5 separate regions of the Anser cygnoides genome follow, and regions 1, 2, 4 and 5 are each linked to region 3. A link is a contact called in public Hi-C data. All regions are on one chromosome and are shown on one strand. The core of a region is the stretch at or near the end of the contact, and the rest is flanking DNA. Distances in the headings are between cores, read along the strand shown. Region 1 overlaps RAD51B (RAD51 paralog B). Region 2 overlaps RAD51B (RAD51 paralog B). Region 3 has its middle 15 kb from the start of ZFP36L1. Region 4 overlaps RAD51B (RAD51 paralog B). Region 5 overlaps RAD51B (RAD51 paralog B).

Region 1 (4,283 bases), core at 1,071-3,570, 310 kb before region 3:
CATGAATTAATTTTTAAGTTATTAGTGAAAAATTGTTCTATTATTGGTGTGATGTCAGAGATGTGACTCCCTGCAGAATTGCAGGCTAGTACTATTTAGGAAGGTCCCCCGAGTGGGTTAGGCTGGAATCACCAAGTAAAAAAAGCTTTGGAGCCTTTTCATGTCACACCTACCATTTGGTTTTCTGGTAGAACAGCAGTTTTAAGATACAGCTAGATTCAAGAAAGAAAGAATTAGCTATCTTTCCTGAGAAGTAGCTTTTAAATTCTGAGAAGGACACCAGAAAATGCAAAGAGAGAATTTATTTTAATTTTATACGTTTAATATCTGCCCAGTATAAAATTACTCATAAGGGGTTGTTTGGAAAGCTGGTTAGCCGTGCAGCATGTAGTTTTTAAAATCCTGTTCCTCTGTGTTCTGCTTTCCATGACACCATTCTTTAGGGACAGCACATTTGTTACAGGAGGCTGAATTGTTTCCTCTTGCAAAGCCTTACAGTCTTTGAATCTCCCACTGGCTGCTATCCAGAAAGAAAGATTTGTTGGTTCTGCCCAGTGTCTGCAAATGTGTGGTGATATTTATATCCATTGAGTTGTTTTTGCTGTAGCTAGATCTGGTAAAACATTTGTGGCAAAGACTGGGAACTTTGAAACAAAATTCTGTCCTTGAAGACATGCTCTGACTTCCACTGCATCCTTGGTTACTGGGTGGGGAGGAGGATCATCTCCTAGCTGGACTGGAGTCAGCAAACCTTTTAAGAAAGAAGTAAAATTCAGTTTTTGAAAGTAAAACACTGTTTAGGCGTGGACAAAAAGCAGAATATTGGTAAGCTAAGGGCTAAACTCAGACTTAAAGGTGATTCACAGTACTTTTTAGTGGTAGTCTTTATAATCCACTTAATTCTGTATTGCTGTACAGTTATGTCATCCTAGATGGAACTTCTAAAATAAAAGTCTGCCTTTTTCTCATAACATTTTTCTAAACTGGTGACAATGAAAAGAGAGGTGGGTATTTCACTTCCATGAGCATTTCCAAGCCTTCTTTCTTTTCCCTCTTCAAGAAGCTTCCACTAAAAAAGTAAGGCCAGTGGCAAAAATTTCTTGTTTTGAGAAGCATTTCCAAGCATGAAAACAATACCAGTGTAATGTTTTTCAAGTACAGTTTTTACTTAAATTAACAGTGGTTCACTTGATCTTCATCTGAAATTTCTTAGAGCTATTCACCACTTCCTCCAGATATGATTTAATAAAATCATTTTCTCAGATTTTTCCAGATGGTGGTGTTCTTTTTGAAAAGGTAGTAAAGTTTTGGCTCAATACTTGGCATATCATAAAGAAAGGATTGTCATCGCCCCTTGAAAGCTGTTTGTGACCTTTGAGCTTGAAAATCCACAGTCTAATCAGTAGATTAAGTACCATGCAGGTCTAGCCCCGTTCTTAGCTTTGCTCTACATTTTCTGTCTAGTCTTCAGTAATGAAAGTGGTCAGTCTGCCTGTAGGTTTCACAGTCTCTGAAACAAGACTTACGGCTACCTTAAGAAGGAAATCAGGAAATATGTACTGAAGACAGTGAAGACTGACTTGGAGATTCTTAGAAAGATGTTTGTGCATGGAAATAATTTGCCTTGAATATGCATTCTCTTTTAACTTACACTTTTCAAATAGCTTTATGGCGTTAGATGTAGAAATAATTTTTATTGGATGAAACATACGTTGCATAAAACCTCTGGCTTAGTTCCGTCTGTGTGACTGTAACTGGCTGAAGATCCAAGTACCAGTGAAAGGATGTGGTAAATTTTCCTTGGAGCTGGCAAAAGTTCCTGTACTTGGAATTTTTAAAACCAGCCTAGATTGATATACTGGAAAATATACTGCAGAGAAAGACAGTGCTTTATTGGTAGGAAAGTAGGCTAGGTATTCCTGTAGGCCTCTCTGTGTACGGCTAATGAAGTTGTAAATGATAGTTATTTTAATCCACCTTCATTTTCCTGGTTTTGTTGGATGTGGCCGACAGAACGACTGAAGTCCTAAGTCTCATGCCAATGAAAATGGCAATCCACGTTTCCTTGTTTAGTTTCTCTTGTTAAGTGTGGAGTGAAACTTCAAGGGTGTAGCTAAGAAAATATTGATTTTTTTTTTTCTTCCAGATGAAAACTTGCAAGCATTTGCCCAGTAGGGCGGGGTGGAGAAGTGATCTTGATTGTGTAACTTCAGTCTTTGGCTCCGAAGCCCTGAGAACACTTGAGCAATATCTGCCTGCCGTTTGCCGTTGGCTAGATAATGTTGTTGTTTCTAGGTTCTGGACCATAGACTGACTTTCACACGAGCCAATGGCATGGGGCTTTCCCACACTTGCAACATCACTGGTTTTCCAGCAGTGTGCTGTGGCTTGTGTACAGAAGTTAAATTTCAACTGAAACGCCTTCTGCTCAGGTCAGTCATCGGTTGGGCAAAGCCGTGCTCGTTACCCAAGCCAGCAGTGTCTGTCAGTGCAAGCGCACGGTATACAACAAAATCATTTTGAAATACTACACCCCGGGGTTAAAGCTGTTACAATTTTTCAGCTGCAAATTCTTAACCAGCGTGTCCCTGGCATGAGTTTCTGGAACATCTTCCTGCAGCGGTAGTGGCTGAGGTGGCACCTGGGAGCTCAGGGACTGCAGAGCCCGACCCAGCCTGCAGAAAGGATTTCAGTGAGCTTGGGTCAGAGCCATGCAAAGGATCAGGCGCATGGGTGCAGGCAGACATGGTTGTGCCCAGCTGGAGGTGGATGCCTGGGGCACACGGGCTGCTTGAGTGTTGTTGGAGACCCTTGGTCCGAGAGGTTAGAGATCTGGGTGTGCACGTAGGGGTACCCATGGTGAGAGTGTTGGAGCCTCTGGTTTTGTTCAACTCTCAAGCTAGAGGGCTGCTGGCTTTCTTTTTTTGCTTGTTTGTGGTCTGTCACCCTTAGAAAAGAGAGATGCAAGTCTGGGGGTTCTGGCACTGTAGAAATTGATGTAATCCAATTACATCTCACAGGAAGTTTGCCCTGTGGTTAGGGCTACCTTCTTTTGCTTGATAGCAGGAAATTTTAGTGTTTTGGAAGGAAAGGAATTTAAGGTCTGATCTGTTGGCCCCTGAAGTCAGCAGGAGTCACACAGTAATTTTTGTTGTGCTGGCCTAGGAAAACTTTTGCAATACAGTAGCTAAGATTTTAATTGCCAGCATAGTTGAGTCTTTTTGAGGGATTTAAGTAGGAATAAATGGTTAGGAAAGTGTTTCTGGTTTTGTCAAACTTCTGTAAAATAGGATAGATTCATACAGTTCATATTAATAGTATTGTATTTGCTTTTACCTGTGAGGAAGTTGACAAGTAAAATGAATAGTAGAGTAGTTCACAAATATTCTCTTGACATAACTCAGTGAGATTCAAAGTTACCAGGAGACTGTTGGTCTCGTTGCAGTCTGTGCTGGACCAGAAACAAAGGCGAAGGTGATTTAACACCTTTATTGTTATTTGAAGTAGCATGAATTAAAAATGAAGTATAGTGAATTTATAATATGTGTGCCTGTGGAGTTATGGTTGCGAAGGGCTGGAAAATAAAGGAAGAAGCATTGAGCTGCTGTTTTCAGTGCAGAGGCAGAGCTGTGCCCCTGTGCAGGGTAGCTTGGATCTTTTGTACTTCTCTCCTGCCGTGGTTGCAATCCTGTCTCACTAAGCCTCAGCTCTCCAAATTTCATTGCATATAAATGTGGCCTTTTAGGTAGTGATCACATTAGGTGAGGTTTTGTACACCCTTCTGTAAAGGGATCAGCAAGTTCACTTGTTTTTTTTATCTGTAGCTTTGGAAAATACACTGGTGTCCCAGAAGGCAATAATGCCGGCTCTTTGATGTTTATACTAGCTGGTTTTCCTTTTTAATAATCAGAGCAGGAGGAAATGTGTCGAATTAGCTGCATGACAGAAGCAGAGGAATTCATTAAAGAAAGTAAAATGAAGTCTACTCAAATTTCAGGCTCCAGGGTTTGAGTCACAAAGTGGTAATCGTTCTAGTTCTTTTTAATGATTTCTTCTGTGGCACTTTCCTTGTCCATGAAACTGATATTTACTGTTAGTGTGGGTGAGCCTGAGAAAATGAGCAATGTCATTGAGGCTTTGACCAGTGTAGACACTAACCAGCACCTTTCTGTTGTAGTCTCTCGTGTGTTTGTCAAGACCAAGGGAAAGAGACTGGATGAATCAGGGTATTATGTTAGGACTATACAAGCTTCACCTGTAGTTTACCATTTCATATACATCCC
Region 2 (4,910 bases), core at 1,429-3,928, 420 kb before region 3:
AGTCTGAATATGTAGTAAATTTATGGTGCCTATATAGTCACTGTTGAATTTTTTGAATTTTATGTTTTCTGAAGCAAACACAGCCATGAGGTCTTGGTCAGTTGGAATGAAAATGTGGGTGGCTGACATTCAGGCTGTACTCTTCAAACTTAGGCTTGCTAATATTTTGTATTTGTGATTGAAGGTAAAATTTCACCTTAAACTCTTTGACAATGCTGTTTATTTATATATTTGTAAGTGCATGTACACACACACACACTTTTTCTCACACCTTATGTTACCTTTTCGCTTCTCACAGAAGCGCTTGTGCAGCTGTATAGCGAATTGGAGAACTGACCCAGGTGGAAAGTGATCTTTTCTTTTTCCTTGAATAATTTTTCACCTGAATGCAATATCCTTGCACCTTGACTTGTTTGCTTGTATTCCACTGTAGTCCCTCACGTTTTTTGCAAAGCACACCTGCATTTCTAACTGGTCTTTATTTATTTTATGGTTATTCTTGTAGCAGCTTGTGGTTACCCATTCTTGAATTGAACCCACCTACTTCCCCGTTTTTTTCCCCTCAACTATTTATCCAGTCTTTTGAGACCTTGAAGACTAATCCTATCCTATCCTATTTGGTTCCTTCCATTTACAGTGCTGATGCACAAACATTTTGTTGGAACAGTGCAGTGAACTCTGCTGTGAGGGGGGAATAAAGGACTGAGAAGGTTTAAAAGAAAAAGGCAGCGTTGTTTGAGCCAGTCTGCAGAGTATTGCTACTGAACATCAGGCAGTGGTTTTTGTCGCTCTCACTAAAATGTACTAATTGGACAACAGATGTGTTTTTCAGCTGTATGGGTTAAAAACTAAACTTAAACGTGCTAATTCTTCCAAGACTTATTTTCTGTATGAATATAATGAAATGTAAGTATGGCAGGTAGATGATTTATAAGCAAATCATTTCAGCAAGGATCCTTAATTACACTGAAACCACAAGAACTGACTTTGAGTCATCACAACTTGAAGACAGAATTAATTCCCTGTGCTATAAGTCATTGCAGTTCAGTTTTTCTTCATTTTAGACATTGAAAAAATAGCATTTACATAAAGCTATTAACTAAAGAAACATTTTCAAGAATTGCAAACAGATTTTATATTCTTGTGGGTTTTATTGGTTGTTCATTTTATATAAATTGCAAAAACACTGGCAGTGTTGGTGGAGTATGGAGATGATGTATTAAGGAGTTGACTAACTTTTAAAAGAGGAATTGCAGGCGTTTTCTGCTTTCTGTTCTTTCTGAATACTGGCTATATATATTTTCTGAAATGTATTCTGTTATTTTGTATTCCATCAGTACACTGTTACTTATTTTATATTGCATTAACCTTAGAATGTGGTTACAGCATTTTGATAAGAGGACATATTTTCTAGTAGCCAGACACTGAACTAGAAGTCATTTGGATTATTTTCTTAGCTGTGTTGCCTGGTACCTCCCCTGGCCCAAGTTTAACTTGCAAAGGAAAAAGAAGCTTTAATGAAAAGGTCTGTGGATGAAGGATTCTATTTGTGGCAAATATTGTTTGCTCACTAACTGAAGTAAGTACAATATTCTTATTCTAACTTCCAATGAACCATCCTATAACAGCTTTGTGTATTTTATTTTGCACAAAGGTGGTGGGCTGTGTGTTTGCACAGTGTCTCTTTGAATTCGCTTTTGACTATGACTGTTTGCTATTGCTTATGGAAAAAGATACAATAACAAATATAGGTGCAATAATGGAGAAGTTTATTGCTGCATGTTATAAGCAAAATTCCCTACTTTAGGCTTTTGCAAATTTCCTACTTTAGGCTTTTGCATAGCTGGTTTTGTTTTAAAAGAACTTCAATATTCACTTTGAGACTAAATATACTAAAACTTCAGCTATTCACTTCTGTTAGGCAGAATGCTTTGATAGCTGAAATGTGCTCTGATATTTGTGATTTTTTTTTGGTTATACGAACCTTTTGAAATTTCTATTGACACAACTGGGAATTGGCTGTACTAGATCTTTTTCTGGCAGTTGGCGAAGCCTTTCTCCCAGAGCAACAACCGCAAGGTGGTGCCTTTTCATCACCTGAAAGGGGAAAGAACTCTGTTTCACAAAATTCATGTTGGCTTTTGGCCTGTTGCTTGGCAGAAATGGGGAGCTCGGATACTGAAGTGACAATGTTGATTGTTTTCTCCCTGGATACATGAACACTATTGTTCTCCATTCTTTCCAGCCCTTATGATTGGAAACCGTTAGATTGTAATGCTCAAAAGTTCAGAACTCTAAGTGAAAGATAATTTCCTATAAATCAAACTTGAGTCATGTTGGCAAAATCATGAAAAGATTGGCTGGAGAGTACTCAAGTTGTGCAGGCCAGGGAGGATGGATACTGCCAGAGCATCCTGTGAAACCAGACCTAGATCTGCAACTGCTTTTACCTATTAGGCTTAGGCCAGTTTGGTGGGACTATGCAAGAGCCTGGAAATGGAAGAAAGGGAAGTGCTTTAGGCAAGTGGTGTGCAGTTTGGGGGAATGCTGGTAAGGGGGAACTGGCGTGGCGTTGATGATTCTTTTTAGTTGCATCACAGCTCACCTTTGCATGCTCAGCTCAGTTAAAGATGAGACAGTTGGAAACTGGTCTGAAATTTTACTCTATTGCTGAATAAGACCTGAGAACAGAAGTATATAAAGAAATAGTTTTTCACATGACCTATATGTAATTCCCAGCTGTGAGCCCTCTGGCAGTGAGCGTGAAATCCAAAACACAGCTGATAGGGGAAAGGGTTGTTGTCAGCTCACACTGAACACTTGAATATTCATAGTGTGGTGCTTTTACAAACAGACATTGAAGTACATCAGGGCAATTTGCTCTTGAGGTCTGTGCAGAACCTCTTCCTAGCAGTGTACGTTTTCACATACAGTGACAATCAGTGTTGAAGGAGAACCAGGTGCGTGCCATACTGTACTAGTTTTCCTCCAAAATAGCAATTCCTCGACCCCTTTCATACCTCTTTGCCAAATTTCCTGCTGTAAATTGGTTTTATGTTTGCCTGTGTGTACCCTGTGACCCCTTCAGAACATTTGTGGTATTTTAAACCCTGCATTGTGTGCATGAAACAGTGTTTAGTTTGGATATGAAGTTTGATTTAATCACACATGCTGGTTGTGGTGTTTATTTTGGAACCAATAAGTGGGAGGCACCATTTTATGTTTTATTAGTCTGGATGAATTCTCCTTGTTACTTGATAACCACGTCTAAGCTTGAACTAAAAATTCATGTTCAAAGGAATGCTGAAACATGGATGGCATTTGAATACAGACTCTTGTCCACTCTGGGTTTGGATTCTGCTGGAAAACACTTTGGGTGTTTGTGGTTCGCTGTAGTGATAGTGATGGAGTGGCTGTTCTGATTTTAGAGGATTGTGCGTTATTCCTCCCTATATGCCAGCGGAGCTGGAGAGGGAGCCGTTTTGGAAAGAGCAATGCTCACATTAGAGGAGAGGCCTTTTCCGTTTGTTTTGTGCATTGTTGCAGGCGAGCGGAGCTGTGTTTGCAGAGCGAGGTTATAGATCTGTGGCCCCAGCCTTGTTTCGTTTGCTTCCCACATGGCTGCATTTACAGCAGAGTGAGTATTAGAAACTGATTTGCTGCCTTCCCTCCCACCCCCCCCAACATGCCAGCAAAACTGCTCCCATGGTCTGCAGTTAATAATGCATGTGGTAGTAATTCTGGCCCCAAAATCTTACCTTTTGATGAGTGTTGAGGGGCTGGAGAAAAAAAAAAAGGTGGTGAATTTCCATGAGTCCTGTTTAATAGAATGTGATGGAAAAAGAGATTAACAGAGCCAAAAGGAATCCACCAGCAAACTTTACAGCATTGCAAGGACACCTGTCTCTTCATTTTTTTGAACATTGAAGCAAAGTAATTTCGATGCATAGCTCTGTATGTCATGAAATGGCAGATATTATGAGATCTAAAGATGTGTGTTATGCATCTAGCTCCCAGCTGTATTTTTCCTGTAATATTCTACTTGTGTTCTTCAATAAGAGACTTTCATTCAAGGGAACTGTTGGAACTCTATCCTATTAAAGCAATGCAATTAAAAGGCAAGATTTGCTAATCCAGGAATTGTTGAGATATACCGTATGCTTTTGATTCCAAATAGCAGAATGCAATGTTATTTCCACTGCAGTTATCTGGTGGCTATAGGAAAATGCTATTTTTCTGGTGTTTGCTATAAGTTTTTTCCATATCTTATTTCCTTGATCTTGTGAAAATAAACAGGGTATTGTAGAAGCATAATCAAGGTGAGATAGAAACAGGCTCACTTTGGTTTTTATTTAATTATAAATCTGAGGATCTGCTTTAGATTGTTACATTAACTTGTATTCCATGCATCAAAGGTGACTGCGTAGTCCTCTCAGCATAGCATGTGTGCTAACCTGCATGGAGGACAGTACTTGAAGCTACGGTATCCAATCTGGCATAAAATTGATCAGTTATTTCTGCATGATTTTTTGGTGCTAACTTCTGTTTGTTGTCTGTAGAAATACTGCACTTGACTGCAGACACAGTAGATGGCACTTGAGTCATTTGTTTTATGATGTTGGAATTAAAGCCAAACTTATTTGGTTACAAAGTTAGCTGTTTGTAGAAACAGGCATGTTTTACTGGAAGACAGCTTCAAAGCTTTTGCTTTCAGTTAGATAGACCTAGAAGATAGTAAAAGATGCATATTTTTCTTCCGTACATGCAGCCTCTCTCACAAATTGTTGATTTTTTTTAAGACTACAGATGGGCAGGACATGACCAGCCTGAATCATAATACTGAATGGCAGATTCCCCTTAAACACATTGCTGGTGTTCCTTTTGGTTTTGTAATCTGTTATTTACAGCAT
Region 3 (4,506 bases), core at 1,288-3,787:
GGCTATTTTGGAGCGCTGGGTGCTTGTTGGAAAATCAAGCTTTCCTCAATGCAAGCACTCAGGTGACAGGCATTTGGTGCCCATTCGTGGCTGAAAATTCAGGGCCGTACATTACCACTATTTGGTGGCAACTATTGCTGTTTACGATCCTCGCCAATATCGTTTTCCTCTCCCACACGGCATCAAGAACAACAACAACAACGAAAACCCCCGCTCCTTATCACCTCCGCTTGCTTTCCACACTGTCTGCACGGCGCATGGTTTCACTCATCCTCAGCTCGGCGCGGGCGAGTCAGATCAGTCGGTTCCACTTTCTGACGCAGGTCTGTATGTCTGTCTGTCTGCTTCTCAGGCCCGGACAGGATGTGCCTGTGACCAGGTTCACAATACCGGAGGGGAGGTTGAAGTTCACTGTACAAATCTGTGTATTTTTAAGTAAAACCCGTGGTATTCCCTTCTTTTAAACAGAACCTTTGTGGCAGGTCATCCTAATTAAACTGCAGTTTAGCTGCCTTCTGCCTTGCCACGTGCAAAACTGGTTTCCATTGCCACAGTGAAGTCTGCAGAAAGATCTTCTTTGATGTCTGGGGACTTTGGGCCAGTCTGGAGTCCTGGTCCTGCACATGTTGAGAGGAATGGCCAAACCCCCACGGATTGTAAGGTATGAGAGACCAGGGTCTCAGCAGACTCAGGAGCACGAAGGGCATGCACCTGAGTGCCTAGGCTGCTCCAGGGCCTCCCTGCATCTCTTCCTACCATGGTGTGTGGTTGTGGGGAGCAGTGGGACCTTACAGGCATAGGGAAATGGAGAGGTGTCTTAAGCATCGAGAGCAAGATGGCTCTTCCTCTTCCTCTGGCCCTCCTTTAGGGAGCAAGCACCACGTAAACTCTGCCAGAGACCTGGCTGCAGAGTCACAGCAGGCTCAGGTTTCCTGTCCTTGCCGAGGGTCAGGCTGGAGTTTCAGGCTGTGGGGAAGGCAGGCCAGCAGCGTGAGGGGTGGCGGGAGAGCGTGGGCTGGCGTGTGGAAGCGCCCGGAGTCAGCACCTTTCGTCCTCTGTTGTGGAACTGGCAGAGAGTTAATCATAGTTAAACTATTACTGGGCTTCACCCGCTCTTATCCCTCCACAGTGCAAGGGGCAAGGGGCTTAGTAGGTCAACTGGCACTGGTACTTGACAGCAATTAAAGGGACCCGGCCAAGGCCCAGAATTTGACCTACGCCTTTTTGGTTAGATCTTTTTCCACACTCCATGTCAGTCCTCACAGGACTTTTTTGCACTTCACTGTGTTTTGTGTTAAACGAACAAGGTATAAACCCCGCAAAGCAGAAGGCCCAGCCCAAAGCCAGGGATGCTCAGAGCAGCCTTCATGAGCTCCCTACAATAACGCAAGAACGCACAGCGTGCTCGTGAGGGCAGCCTTAATATAACTGACGGGTACATGGCAGTCGGGTCCTGGCAATGTTGCAAAACACAGTGCCTGAGTTTCAGGAGTTCCAGATGGGGAAGACAGCTGTGCCAGCTGTGAGACTGTGAGAGGCAAATAAAACAACTAGCTGAGAAGGAGTTACAAATTCAGGACAAACGCCCAGGCAGCACCCCGCCTTCTTCTCGTAAGATGCATATAGCCAACACCCCGTTGCAATGGTAATCAGGGCCCTGGATAACATGGGGTTTGTTTGCTGCTAATATTGCCATTGTACCTACCCTAGCCGCAGATCTCTGCTCCAGACCTACGCCACCAAGACTGCAAGTTAGAGCTCTGCTGGCCGAAAGCTTTCTGAATGGGAACAGAGAGCGATCCGCCCTATCTCTACAAGTTCTAGCTCAGCAATGTGTGCTACGCCCATTCATCTGAATGCAGAATTAGCTCTGAAACTAATGATAAGGCTTTAAACGCCATTGCACAGCTAATTTATTTCCCCACTGTCCCAAAGTGCTTCCCAGGTGCTGAAAAGCTTGGCTGCAAAAATCTCCATAGCCTCTGCTGACAACCTCCACAGCGCTGCTCTGCATTGCAACACCTTTCCCATCACCGCAGGCCCGAGTGCTTTGAGCAGCAACGTAGTTAGCCACGGTGAGGGTGGTCGCTCTCCTCGAGGCACAGCTCGGGGAGCCGAGGCCCGGCAAGGCGACGTGCCCGCTCCCCAGGCTTGGATGGGAAGTGTGCACCCAGCTGATGCCTCCCGTTTTCCACGCGTCTGTTCCCTCCTCAGAGTTAATTTAGCAATTTTCTTTGCCTTGATGTCAGTGGCGTTACATAAGTCTAAACTAGGTGTGAGATCACAATACAACACATCGATTATACAAGGAGGCACAAGGTCATAACCACCCTTTGGACAGAGGGAGGACGTGTGTATACACACACATAAACACACCTAGGTGGATATATATATAAACACACACGTGTGCCCACAGCGTTTCCATTTGGAGGTGTGCCATGCATGGCACATGTCTGTTGGGGCAGAAAAACATCGCTGCCTGTGTTTCTGCATCAGAATCTTTTGTTTTTTTCTCTTGGGCTTTGGAGTTACTTCTGTTTTACAAAAATAGCACCACTCAGGGCAGTCTTCCTGATAGGTGGAATAATTTCCCCTTGAGAAGGAACTGGTGGAAATCCCCTCTCTTGAGACATTTTAACTCTGCCAAAAATGTAGAATGGGAGTGACTGCTTTAACTAGCGAGCTGACTTGGATGAGCTAATGGGTTTTTCCATCACTAGTGTCTAGTTCCAGGGATTTCCATGAATTGCTGTCAGGACAGAAGAAGGCAGCAGATTGCAACTGTGGGATCTGCTGTTTCAGCTCCACTGACACGTCATTCCCTCAGGACACCCAGTGACCTGGTTAATCTAGTTCTTTGCTTCTGACTTCTCCTCGTAAATGATTTATCAACTGGCATGGATCCCTGTTTGCTTAAGGAGGCGTGTGACGACCTCTAGCAGACTGGCTGCTCAAAGCCACGGGCTGCGTTTGGCACCCGAATGCTGGTCCCAGCTTGTGACCCTTGGCACGGGGCGCAGAGGGACAGGGCTGCAGCAGAGGCCGGAGGGGAGGGCAGCTGCGGGGGACTGTGGGTGATGTTTACATGGCTGTCTGGAGAGCGCCGTGACTAAGCTGCCGGCTCGACAGCGAGAGCGCCTGCCCAGGACCTGCCTCGGCCCGCTCTGACCCGCGTGGTATGAAGGCGCTGGTGGGCAGAGGGCCGGCTCACTGCTGCGTACGGGCTGCGGGGTGCTGCCCGCGGAAGCGTCAGCGGTACCAGAGCCAGCCTTGAGGTCCGTGTGCTCCATGGAGAAAGTAACGTCACCGTCCTCCGCCTTGACCATTCCCACAGAGAGATCTGCATCGGCGGTGGTGACATCAGTGTCATGTCTGAAGCAGATGTGGCTCTGGAGGTCTTCATCACGCACATATGTAGGTCTCTGCGCATGTCACCACGTGCGAAACGCTGCCGTAAGAAAAAGATGGTGCAGATCTAAACTCACTCGCTCAGAAGCCAGGGAGTGAGGGTGAAGATAATTCCTGCAAGACTTACATCCTACCTTTGTACCAGGGCTAAAGGAGCGCAGAAGGAGATCGGATATCACAAATTGGGCACCCTTCTGAAAAACTGTCTATGGGCAACTCCCTGCCTTCCCTCCAGGCCAGTTATTGCTGCTTCCTGCTCTGATTGTTTCAAATCCGGTTATCTTGAGTTATGCCTGTTCTGGCAAATACGGCGCAGCAGAGGGGAGGTTCTGTTCCAGTCGATGCTGTATGCATGTCACAGATCACAGAGATTAGCATGGGAGGAATCGCTGAGATGAGCTGCTTGAGGCAGATAGTGGGAAGCTTACAACAGAGCTGTGTAACAGAGTCATAAAACTGTTGAACGAAATCTTCATTTTGGAGGACACGGGGCCATGCTGGATTTGCAGCTGGCAGGAGGCTGCTTCACCGGGGCAGCACCCAGCAGTAAGTGAGCAGAGGAAGCCTGTTGTGGGCAGCTGGGCTCCCAAGAAGCGCGGTGTCGCACCACCTAAGGGCCACACATCATCAGGGAGGGCTGGTTCAGGCTGTGGCAAGGAACCTGCAGCCACATGTAGAGAGGAGCAGGGGTGTGTTTTCTTCTCGCGTTAAGGGTGGATCTGGAGCAGCTTTCAGCTTCCTGAGACCTCAGGGGTGGTCGTTCTTCATGGCCCAAGAGGGCGGAAGGTGCAGCTCCCGTTCCCTTTTGGGGGCACACCACTTGCACGTGCCTCAGCAGAAATCTCTGTTCACACACCACATGCTCCCACTCTGCTCCTTGTACAGAGGACCAACGTCACCAAAGGACGGAGAAATGGTGGGATGTGTGAGGGCTAACCCCACCTCACCAGGAGCAGCCACGGCTTAAAAAACAAACCTATGTCCCCACAGACAAATTCAGTCTAGGCTGGGCCCACACGCCCTATGAGATCCTAGTCATAGTCACAGAGCAGAGAGGCAAGGCAGGGAAAGAAAGGGTGGTCAGTGAGTTATCCCCAA
Region 4 (4,452 bases), core at 672-3,171, 340 kb before region 3:
CAGCAGGTCTAGGGAAGTGATTGTGCCCCTGTACTCGGCTCTGGTGAGGCCGCACCTTGAGTACTGTGTTCAGTTTTGGGCCCCTCGCTACAAGAAGGACATGGACGTGCTCGAGCGAGTCCAGAGAAGGGCGACCAAGCTGGTGAGGGGTCTGGAGAACAAGTCTTACGAGGAGCGGCTGAGGGAGCTGGGCTTGTTCAGCCTGGAGAAGAGGAGGCTCAGGGGCGACCTTATCGCTCTCTACAGTTACCTTAAAGGAGGCTGTAAAGAGGTGGGGGTTGGTCTGCTCTCCTACGTGCCTGGTGACAGGACGAGGGGGAATGGGCGAAAGTTGCGACAGGGGAGTTTTAGGTTGGATGTTAGGAAGTACTTCTTTACCGAAAGGGTTATTAAGCATTGGAACGGGCTGCCCAGGGAGGTGGTGGAGTCACCATCCCTGGAGGTCTTTAAAAGATGTTTAGATGTAGAGCTTAGCGATATGGTTTAGTGGAGTACTTAGTGTTAGGTCGGAGGTTGGACTCGATGATCTTGAGGTCTCTTCCAACCTAGAAATCTGTGATACTGTGTGATACTGTGAATAATCAAGAAACAGCAGTGAGAGGGACACTACAGTTCTGAACCATCTTAAGAAGGTGTTGCTGGACCACTGCCCTGACCATGTAGAAATTGTCTGCTTCTGTGAAGTGTTTTAGGTATTCAGTCCGTGAATAGTCTCTATTTGCCTGCCATTCTGAAGAGCTGGCTTATAAGGGTCTCTATCTCTCCTGTTTTTATGCTTTTTGAAAGCATTATCTCAATGGTTTGGGTGTAAGCTGCTGCTACCCAGAGCTCATCCTGTGAAGCATTGTGCTCAGTCATTGTGCTTCTCTTTTCTGTTTGTGTCTGTGAGATCCTGATGGCATAAGCAGACCATTGCCGCATTTGTAGCTGGAACGGTGCAAGAAATTACCCCCAGTGCTGTTTGTTATTACCACTAAGTTAGCAAACAAATTGCATAAATACCCTTTGGACTATTCACCAGAAAGTCAGCTGGGTTGGCTTAAAAAGCTAATACATGTGAGTTTGTACTGCAGCAGATGCAGAGCTCTTACATCACCTGATATGTTAAATCTGCTGTAGAGGTGTAATAGCCACTGACAGAGGTTAAACTGCTTTCCTTTTTCCAAAAGACAGGATTTGTCTTTGTCCTAATTTAACACTGACCTATGCTATTTCTAGCTTGTGAATGGAGTGTAGAGTAGCACAGAGAAAGCTGCTTCTACTGACATTCATTTCTGTTGGAGTGCACTCATCATATAAAGGGAAAGGTGTTTTTTTCTGGAGTTGTTGGGCAACTCTTATATAATAAGAAAGGGTAGAAATAATTCCCACATAGGAGTTTACCCTGAGTATTTAAAGCCGCGTTATATTTTCAGTTGTAGACAATATTTTTATGGATTAGTAGAATTTAAAAGGTACAGTTTATTTGTTTTTAGATATCTGGAAGAGGGATTATTGCTTTTGTGGCTGAAGTTAAACTGTGATCTGCCCTAGGGAGAATTTGGGTACAAACCAAAGGTTTCATTGGATTTTGTAAGAGACTGGGATGACCTCAGCCTGTTGCTCAGGACAAGCATTGTTGTGCCAGGTGATGTTAGTGATTAGTGAAATAAAAGGAAAGTGTTTGGGTTTTTAATTTTAATTATTTTTTTTTCCCATCTGCTTTATTCTTTGATACATTTTCGTTTGTGGTTTGTCTTCTCAAATTAGTGATGAGGCTACATGTTACTGTATAGTGTGGTAGCAAGCTTTTTTCCTGTGACATTTTGCTCTGAAGTTCAAAATTGAGATAGAATTGCGTTTAAAGAACTCAAATTATTTTTCGCACTTGTGTGCCTAGCAATGGCTCAGCAATAGAAACAACATATGAATTTTTTTCCCCTTTAGTACCTTTTCATCTCTTTTTTTTTTTCTTGTCTGCTACCCTTTCTGCTGAAAAGTCTGATTCTGGAAGGCATCTGGTGGTGATTAGCTTGCAAAATTTGTTTCACTTGGAAGAAAGGACACAATGGAAAGCACAGTGGTCATTTCTTAGTTGGTAAGAAAAAAAAATCTGTCAGTTTATGATACAAGGAAATTACGATTTGAGGAATTTTGAGCACTCAGTCTTAACTTTGTTAACTTACAAATACGCTTCCTTCAACAAATTCAAGACACTTGGCTTGAATATTTCTGGTAACTGCAGTTTGGACTCTCTTCATGAGACTTGATGCAGACCTCTTCCAAGAAATTTTCTTCATCCTCCCTCTTTAGTTTGTTGTTTAAAAAATGTTCTCCTTTCATATTTTGCTTGCTATATTTTGTACCAGTGTTTGAAAGATACTTGTTTTGTCTTTTTTTGGACTTTTTCCTTACAGCATTATCTCCGGTTCTACCTTCTTGCATTAGATACTCATATCTTTGAAGACTCTGCCCTTGTCACTGTCTATTTTGTGGTCAGGTGATATCTTCCCTGTTTACTTCGACTGCTGTTTTGAGGCTGACAGCTTTTAGATCTGGCATGTGCTATTTTGTCTTGAATCTGAAACTGTTCCCAGACCTTGTACTCAGACTGAGTGTAGTCTTTAAATCCTTGTATCTTTTTCCTTTCTGTGGTTTCCTGAGGGGAAGGTAAAGACCTGACAGCATCTGGGAGATTCTTTCTGAGAAACAGCCTGTTTGTGGTTCTCAAATGGAAAATGAACATCTGTCTAAGACTTACGGCATACGAGGCTTGACCTGGCGCCTTCCCAACATTACAGCTGTGTTGATGTGGCATCTCCAAGAGACCTGAAAGAATCTGGGAAACTAAATAGCTACACAAGGGTTAACCTTAGTCATTTGTGATTGAGGCTTAACCTTAGGGATTAACCTTAGTCATTAATGATGAAGGTCATTAACCTCAGTCAAGCAGGAGGAGCTGGAAAGCATGGTACAATGAAAGAACTGTGACCTAACTGCTGTCATAGAAATGTGGTGGGACACATCACATAACTGGAACACTGGAGCAGAGGGCTACAAGATTTTCAGAAGAGAGGTGCAGGGAAAGAGGAGTGGAGGTGTTGCTCTCTGGTAGGGAACGGATTGATTGTGGAGAGATGCTTGTGAGAAACAGCCATGGACAGGTTGAGAACTTGTGGGTAAATGTTAAGGACCAGAGCAATAAAGGACACCTTGTGGTTGGGGTTTGCTACAGGCCACCTGATCAAGGGGAGCCTTTTGATGAGGCCTTCTTGAGTCAGCTACAAGAAGCATCAAGCTCGCACGCGCTCATCCTGATGGGGGACTTCAACCACCCAGGTGTCTACTGGGAAAGTCACCCAGCAGGCTGTAAGCAGTCCAGGAGACTCCTAGAGTATGTAGAGGACAATTTCCTGGTCCAGGTATTAGACAAACCAACCAGAGAAGTGTTACTGGGCCTGGTGCTTACCAGTACAGATGAACTCATTAAAGAGGTCAAGATTGGAGGCAGTCTGTACTGCAATGACCACACCCTGGTTGAGTCTGTGATCTTGAGGAATATGGGCCTGGGAAAGAGCAATGTCAGGACACTGAACTTCCAAAGAGCGAACTTCTTCTAGTGATTGTTCTAGTGTTCAAGATCTAGTGGACGAGATCCCCAGGAACACTGTCCTTAGGGACAAAGGAGCTGAACTGAGCTGACAACTCTTCAGGGACGCTCTTCTTAGAGCGCAAGAACTCTCCATCCCCGTGTGTAAGAAAGCAAGCAGGGAGGGCAGGAAACTGGGATGGCTGGGCAAGGACCTGCTGGTCAAACTGAGGCACAAGAAGGAAATGCACAGGCAGTGGAAGCAAGGACGTGGTCTGGGAAGAGTGCAGGGATGCTGTCTGGATGTGCAGGGATGGGATCAGGAAAGCCAAGGCACAGATGGAACCGAGCTTGGCAAGGGATGCAAAAAAATAACAAGAAGGGGTTCTGTAGGTACATCGGCTAGAAAAGAAAGGGGGAATGGTTTAAACTAAAAGGAGATTTAGATCAGATGTTAGGAGGAGATTGTTCACTCAGAGGGTGGTGAGGCACTATAACAGGTTGTCCAGAAAATTTGTGGATGCCCCATCCCTGGAGATGTTCAAGACCAGGTTGGACAAGGCCCTGGGCAACCTGGTCTAGTGGGTGGCACACACATACACCCTTGCACGGGGGTTGGAACTAGGTGATCTTTAAAGGCTCTTCCAACCCAAGCCATTCCACAATTCTAGGATTTCTGATCAGAAGTTCAGGGCTGCAGAGCTACTCCAACAAATATGTGTGGAGAACCCCCTGCTCTTGAATGTGATGTTGCTCAGAGTTCTTGTTAGCCCCTCTTTTCCATAATTTCCATTCAACATAATTTCATTCCTAGAGAGATTTCCTCCCAACCATTAGCTTATTTTTCTGCAAGATACCATAAGATAAGACATAAGTCAGACCGA
Region 5 (4,459 bases), core at 1,958-4,457, 380 kb before region 3:
GACCCAGCATTAATGAAATAGTCTGCAATGTCAGAAGATTTGGACATCAAGTCAACAATTAGACCAAATACAATATAAAGCAATAGTGTCAAATATGTCTCACGTGTAAAATGAGATCAATGTTTTTACTTGTACATAAAGGCTTATATAATCTGTCGTTATTTGGGTGTTTTTGTTTGTTTGTTTGTTTTTAGATTAAAGACAAATTCATAAAACTTCTTTCAGTTGCTGCTGGGAGCTTGATAATGTGCTTTATTGGTCTGATGTGTGTTTGCAGTGCTCATACGCGACTAAAATTCAACTCCTGCATTTGCTACTTTGGTGTCATAAACCAGCCTGAAAGAAAAATCTGTACTGAAGGTACGGTGGTAGGAATGCAAACAAATGTTTGTGGGTTGAAGTTTCTAATTATCAAAGTATAACTATGTATACAAAAGCTTAAAAAAAAATCCATACTCTCAAGAATCTACTGGAGTATTTGGTATTGATTAAAGTAATTATGTGCATACATTAAAAAAAAAAAACAACCATAAAAAAACACCAAAAAAAGACTGTACTTGGAACCAAGCTAATACAGTTTTGAGTTAAATGTCAAACAAATGTAATTCTGCTATGGATATTCTTTATTGTGTATTACAAATGGAATTTCTGGTACTTGGTTTGTCAGAAAACAGTATGCTCCGCTATTACAGAAGAAACAAATGTGCTTCATCAGGAACACACTCTTTCCTGTTTGGCTTGTGTTTTTGGTTAATGTGTTGCTGCAAATGTGTATATATATCTTTTTCTGTTGTTCCAAGATGGTAATATTAGACAGCAAAAGAATTTTGTTTTTTTTTTAAAAAAAAAGAGAGTAATTTAACTGGTGCAAACCATTTTTGCTGATTGACAGGTTTTTAAAGGGGAAAATTTAATGATTAATTACACCAGAAATACACTATGCAAAGAGCTCTGAAATGGCTTCAGTATCTCTGGAAAGAAAGAAATGTTACTGAACACAAATTTACTTCAATATAACAGCAAATCTCCCTCCAAGCCTCAGACTAAAGCTGTCTACTGGTTGTGGGTCAGGGAATACGGAGCTTTCCACCTGAAAGGCAGCTTGTTCATACTTAGACCATGAGCTCAAATGAATCAGAATAATGCAATAATCTTTAATATTCTTAATAGAACCCATGTGGAAACATGGAGATATATAATAGTATTTAAATAGATCAAAACATTATTGAGGGTAGTGTGACAGAGTCAAGAATAGGATATTAAATATTTCCATACAACAGTAATTTTTCCCTTTTAGTATTATGAAATCTAATCTCACTAATGTGTACTTTTATTTTAGAGGGTATCCCTGCCTCAGTCTGTTCAGGGAATGGCTCTGTTTGCATTGAAAGAGGCTGTAAGATCACTGCCTCATAGGTTGTGAAAAATGGTTTTTTTTGAAGTAAATAATACATAATCAAGACAGCTGAATTCTTCCCTGGGGAATCAGATATGCCTTTGGTTTGGTAACTATGTAGACATATGCTTAGGGATGACTAAATAATTGAGCAGATTTTTCATATCTGATCATTAATATTACATCTCCTTTTCTAAATGCTTGATTTGTGAGATTAAGAGTGAAGTGCTCACTCATCTACAGCTACATTGAGTAGAGGCTGTTCGTTTAACAAATCAAATGTAACAGTGTGCCACATTAAACTGAACAATCAAGTCCTGAGTGGCTCAGGCAGGCACTCAAAACTAACTTTTTGTGGCTCCGTTCCCTATCTGCAAATGGAGTTAATCCCTTTCTCAGTACAGAGGTATTCTGAAGGCAAAGCAGCTGCGAAGCATTTAACGTAGGCTTCAGAAAGAAAAGACTAATTTGGTGTTCAAGACAGAACTGCAGTGGTGTGCAGTGCTTAGATCACAATCTTCAGAATGAAGTGAAAACAAATTGAGTAATTTCTCCTTGAGAGACATCCGGCACACATGTAATTGTCTTTTTATAGCCCTGTTTTTTAAGTCTGATCATGGAAAATTAAAACAAGATAGTTCAAGACTGAAAATGAGAGAATTCTTAAGGCAAATTTGTCTTCTATTGTTTCTGGTTGTTGGTTACTGTGTTCTGCTTTGGAATACAAATGTTTTTAATTTTGCTAATAACTATATAAGGTGAAAGAAATATCGTACCTCACCAGTCACTGGTGCATATTGGTCGCATAACGTAACTTAAAAGTGAGGCTTGCTGTGTACCTAAAGCAATAATTTTGCTTTGTTTTATATATAATCTATAAATGTAAACATTTATTAAAAATATACATTAATATATAGAGAGAGCGCACAAGTCTTTTAGGACAAAATAATGTATGACTGTATGGATGGATTTTGGTGTAGAGAAACTAGATTCGAGTTTCAGTAGTGATGGCATTTCTGTAGTACTGGACCTGATAGATCTCAAACGAGATCCTACACTGACTGCAAGGACTGCATCATACTGGATGGCTGGGGATTTCCTCTGTTTGGAGATGTCGTTTGTTATGGGAGCTTGCTCTGATTTTCTGTGTCAGGTTGGTAGAAGTAAGATGCAGGCTATACAAAAGCAGCTTTCTAGGGCCATCTGGAATTCAGCTACTTCCAGCTGCTGCAGGTCAGAGACTAACTGGTCCTGTGTTGGCAGGTTACACGTAATGTACTGGTGGAGGTCTAAGAGGAAATCATTGCTTTTATTTGATCTTCCTGTACTTGTTTCATAAACATTCATATACCACTCACTAAGCAAGAGTGCAGTTAAGTGCTAAGAGAAAGGAAGTAGTACAGCTGCTATTGCAGTAATCAGAGTTCACCAGGAATTCATAATCAGCTGTATAAATGGAGTTCACAATAAAACCTAGCAGGGTAGTGTCACTGGAAGTGGAATTGTATGCCATCTGTATTCTTGCTCTTCTTTCTTGCTTCTTCTTTCTGAGCACATAGGGTAGTGTTACCCTAGTAAATATATTTGGGCATCTTTGTACCGCAGAAGTACTAGCAACATGGAGGGAAGTCCACCTGACTTCCAGCAGGTGCTGGGATGTGCCTTCTCAATTGAGAAGTTCATCTCAGTCCTGTCAATCCAATTCAGTCTGTTTTGCAGGGTACCCAGCAATTCATTTTCTCCTCACTTTCTCTCATCCTCCCCATTCTGCTCTAACGCATCAGGACATCACTTGTGGTCAAAGGCGTTTTTATGTGTTCTGTAGCAAGCTGCACTCCTTGTAATCTCCCCTTGTTTATCTACAGTGAAATATTTTGCTCTAAGAAAGGAAGGAAAACACAATGTTCTGTGTCACAGCAGAGGCAAAATTGCATACTTTTTTCCCCATGTACAGCTATGTTCTACCTCTATGTTGCTCTCTTAAAAAAGAACCGATTCTCAAGTTACCAGGCCAGCAAAGGCAGTTGTAACTACTTTGGTTGTTGTGTTATAGTTGCTGTTTATCATCTATTAAGATCCTCTGGGTAATAGGATTAGGTGATTAGGACATGATCTTCAGATCTTTTGTTTCAGTGCTTTTACTGTAGGCAGTAAGGGCAACAAAAGCTTTCCGTTTGCATAATGTTCCAAACTGGAAGAGGTCGAAACAGTTTGTTTGTCCTCTGAGAGAAGGCCTCCCTACTTGTGACTGACGTGTTTACAAACGTAAGGTGCGAAGTCCTGCTGGCCAGGAGAGCACTAACTTAGTGACAATACTGAATTTAGTTTAACATAGTCATTGCTGTCTGATTCTTCTCTAATGTTATGAAGGACACAGGAGTTTTTGTATTCTTGGTTGACTCAGTAATGTCTTTTTTCCTTTTGTTGACAAGTCAAAACCTGCTATAGTTCCCTTTAACCCATTGCTAGTATAGACCAGCTGAGGATCCGATCCCTTGTCTCTAACAGCCACCTCCATGGTCAGTCCCAGACTTCTACTCCTAACTTTTTATCTGTCTTTTTTCTTTTTTTCCCTAGATGCTTCTTTTTGTTCTTGAGGGTTTTTCTCAGATATCTGCTGAAAATACTTCCGTTAATTACTAAGCTGTTTCTCCTTTCTATAATCTGCAATGTGAATGGGGTGCTGTTTCTAATAATTATGCAAACTGCTCTGCAATGGGCCTCTTAGCAAAGTTCACCACTTTTTCTTTTTTAATAAACTACGGCTTAATGTCAGTGAATCATTTAAAACACCATTCATGAGTTCTTTTCTGTGTATTGCTTTTCTTCTGGATCTTAATCCTCCTGGTGCTCATGGAGCCCCTGTAACCTAGTACTAATGTATATTACTTCTTCTGAACCGGTACTCTTTGCAACCCAACCAATGCCTTTGTTAGGAATGTGAATCAAACAGTTGTACTGCCATCCACCAAACCGTGTGGTTCTGATTTCACTAGGTGCTCTTCTTGCTAGAGCTTGTTTCCTTGGTGATAGTGGTGTGGGCTGTTTCAGACATTACTGATG

Evidence for each region. Hi-C and Micro-C count contacts between places; a contact is called where the count stands out from the background.
Region 1: a contact with region 3 is called in a Hi-C map of liver, with 2.4 times the contacts expected there. The contact joins two enhancer-like sites. A contact is called at or near these places in 4 of 7 Hi-C or Micro-C datasets (granulosa cells and liver).
Region 2: a contact with region 3 is called in a Hi-C map of liver, with 2.8 times the contacts expected there. The contact joins two enhancer-like sites. A contact is called at or near these places in 5 of 7 Hi-C or Micro-C datasets (fetal liver, granulosa cells and liver).
Region 4: a Hi-C map of liver shows a contact between it and region 3, with 3 times the contacts expected there. The contact joins two enhancer-like sites. A contact is called at or near these places in 2 of 7 Hi-C or Micro-C datasets (both in liver).
Region 5: a Hi-C map of liver shows a contact between it and region 3, with 2.2 times the contacts expected there. The contact joins two enhancer-like sites. A contact is called at or near these places in 2 of 7 Hi-C or Micro-C datasets (both in liver).

The regions. Positions count from the first base shown.
Region 1 is chr5:28,997,766-29,002,048 of Taihu_goose_T2T_genome, forward strand. All of the region lies in intron 7 of RAD51B (RAD51 paralog B), which reads left to right. Among named protein-coding and RNA genes, the nearest start is that of RAD51B, 140 kb to the left of the region's middle. Within about 2 kb of position 2,321, at least 3 of the 3 cell types and tissues checked have open chromatin away from gene starts, as enhancers often do. A contact at or near this core is called in liver, where this site is marked.
Region 2 is chr5:28,895,538-28,900,447 of Taihu_goose_T2T_genome, forward strand. The region is part of intron 7 of RAD51B (RAD51 paralog B); the gene reads left to right. Among named protein-coding and RNA genes, the nearest start is that of RAD51B, 33 kb to the left of the region's middle. Within about 2 kb of position 2,679, at least 2 of the 3 cell types and tissues checked have open chromatin away from gene starts, as enhancers often do. A contact at or near this core is called in fetal liver and liver, where this site is marked.
Region 3 is chr5:29,311,439-29,315,944 of Taihu_goose_T2T_genome, forward strand. No RefSeq gene overlaps it. Among named protein-coding and RNA genes, the nearest start is that of ZFP36L1, 15 kb to the left of the region's middle. Within about 2 kb of position 2,538, at least 3 of the 3 cell types and tissues checked have open chromatin away from gene starts, as enhancers often do. A contact at or near this core is called in fetal liver and liver, where this site is marked.
Region 4 is chr5:28,967,055-28,971,506 of Taihu_goose_T2T_genome, forward strand. All of the region lies in intron 7 of RAD51B (RAD51 paralog B), which reads left to right. Among named protein-coding and RNA genes, the nearest start is that of RAD51B, 100 kb to the left of the region's middle. Within about 2 kb of position 1,922, at least 2 of the 3 cell types and tissues checked have open chromatin away from gene starts, as enhancers often do. A contact at or near this core is called in liver, where this site is marked.
Region 5 is chr5:28,926,659-28,931,117 of Taihu_goose_T2T_genome, forward strand. All of the region lies in intron 7 of RAD51B (RAD51 paralog B), which reads left to right. Among named protein-coding and RNA genes, the nearest start is that of RAD51B, 64 kb to the left of the region's middle. Within about 2 kb of position 3,208, at least 1 of the 3 cell types and tissues checked has open chromatin away from gene starts, as enhancers often do. A contact at or near this core is called in liver, where this site is marked.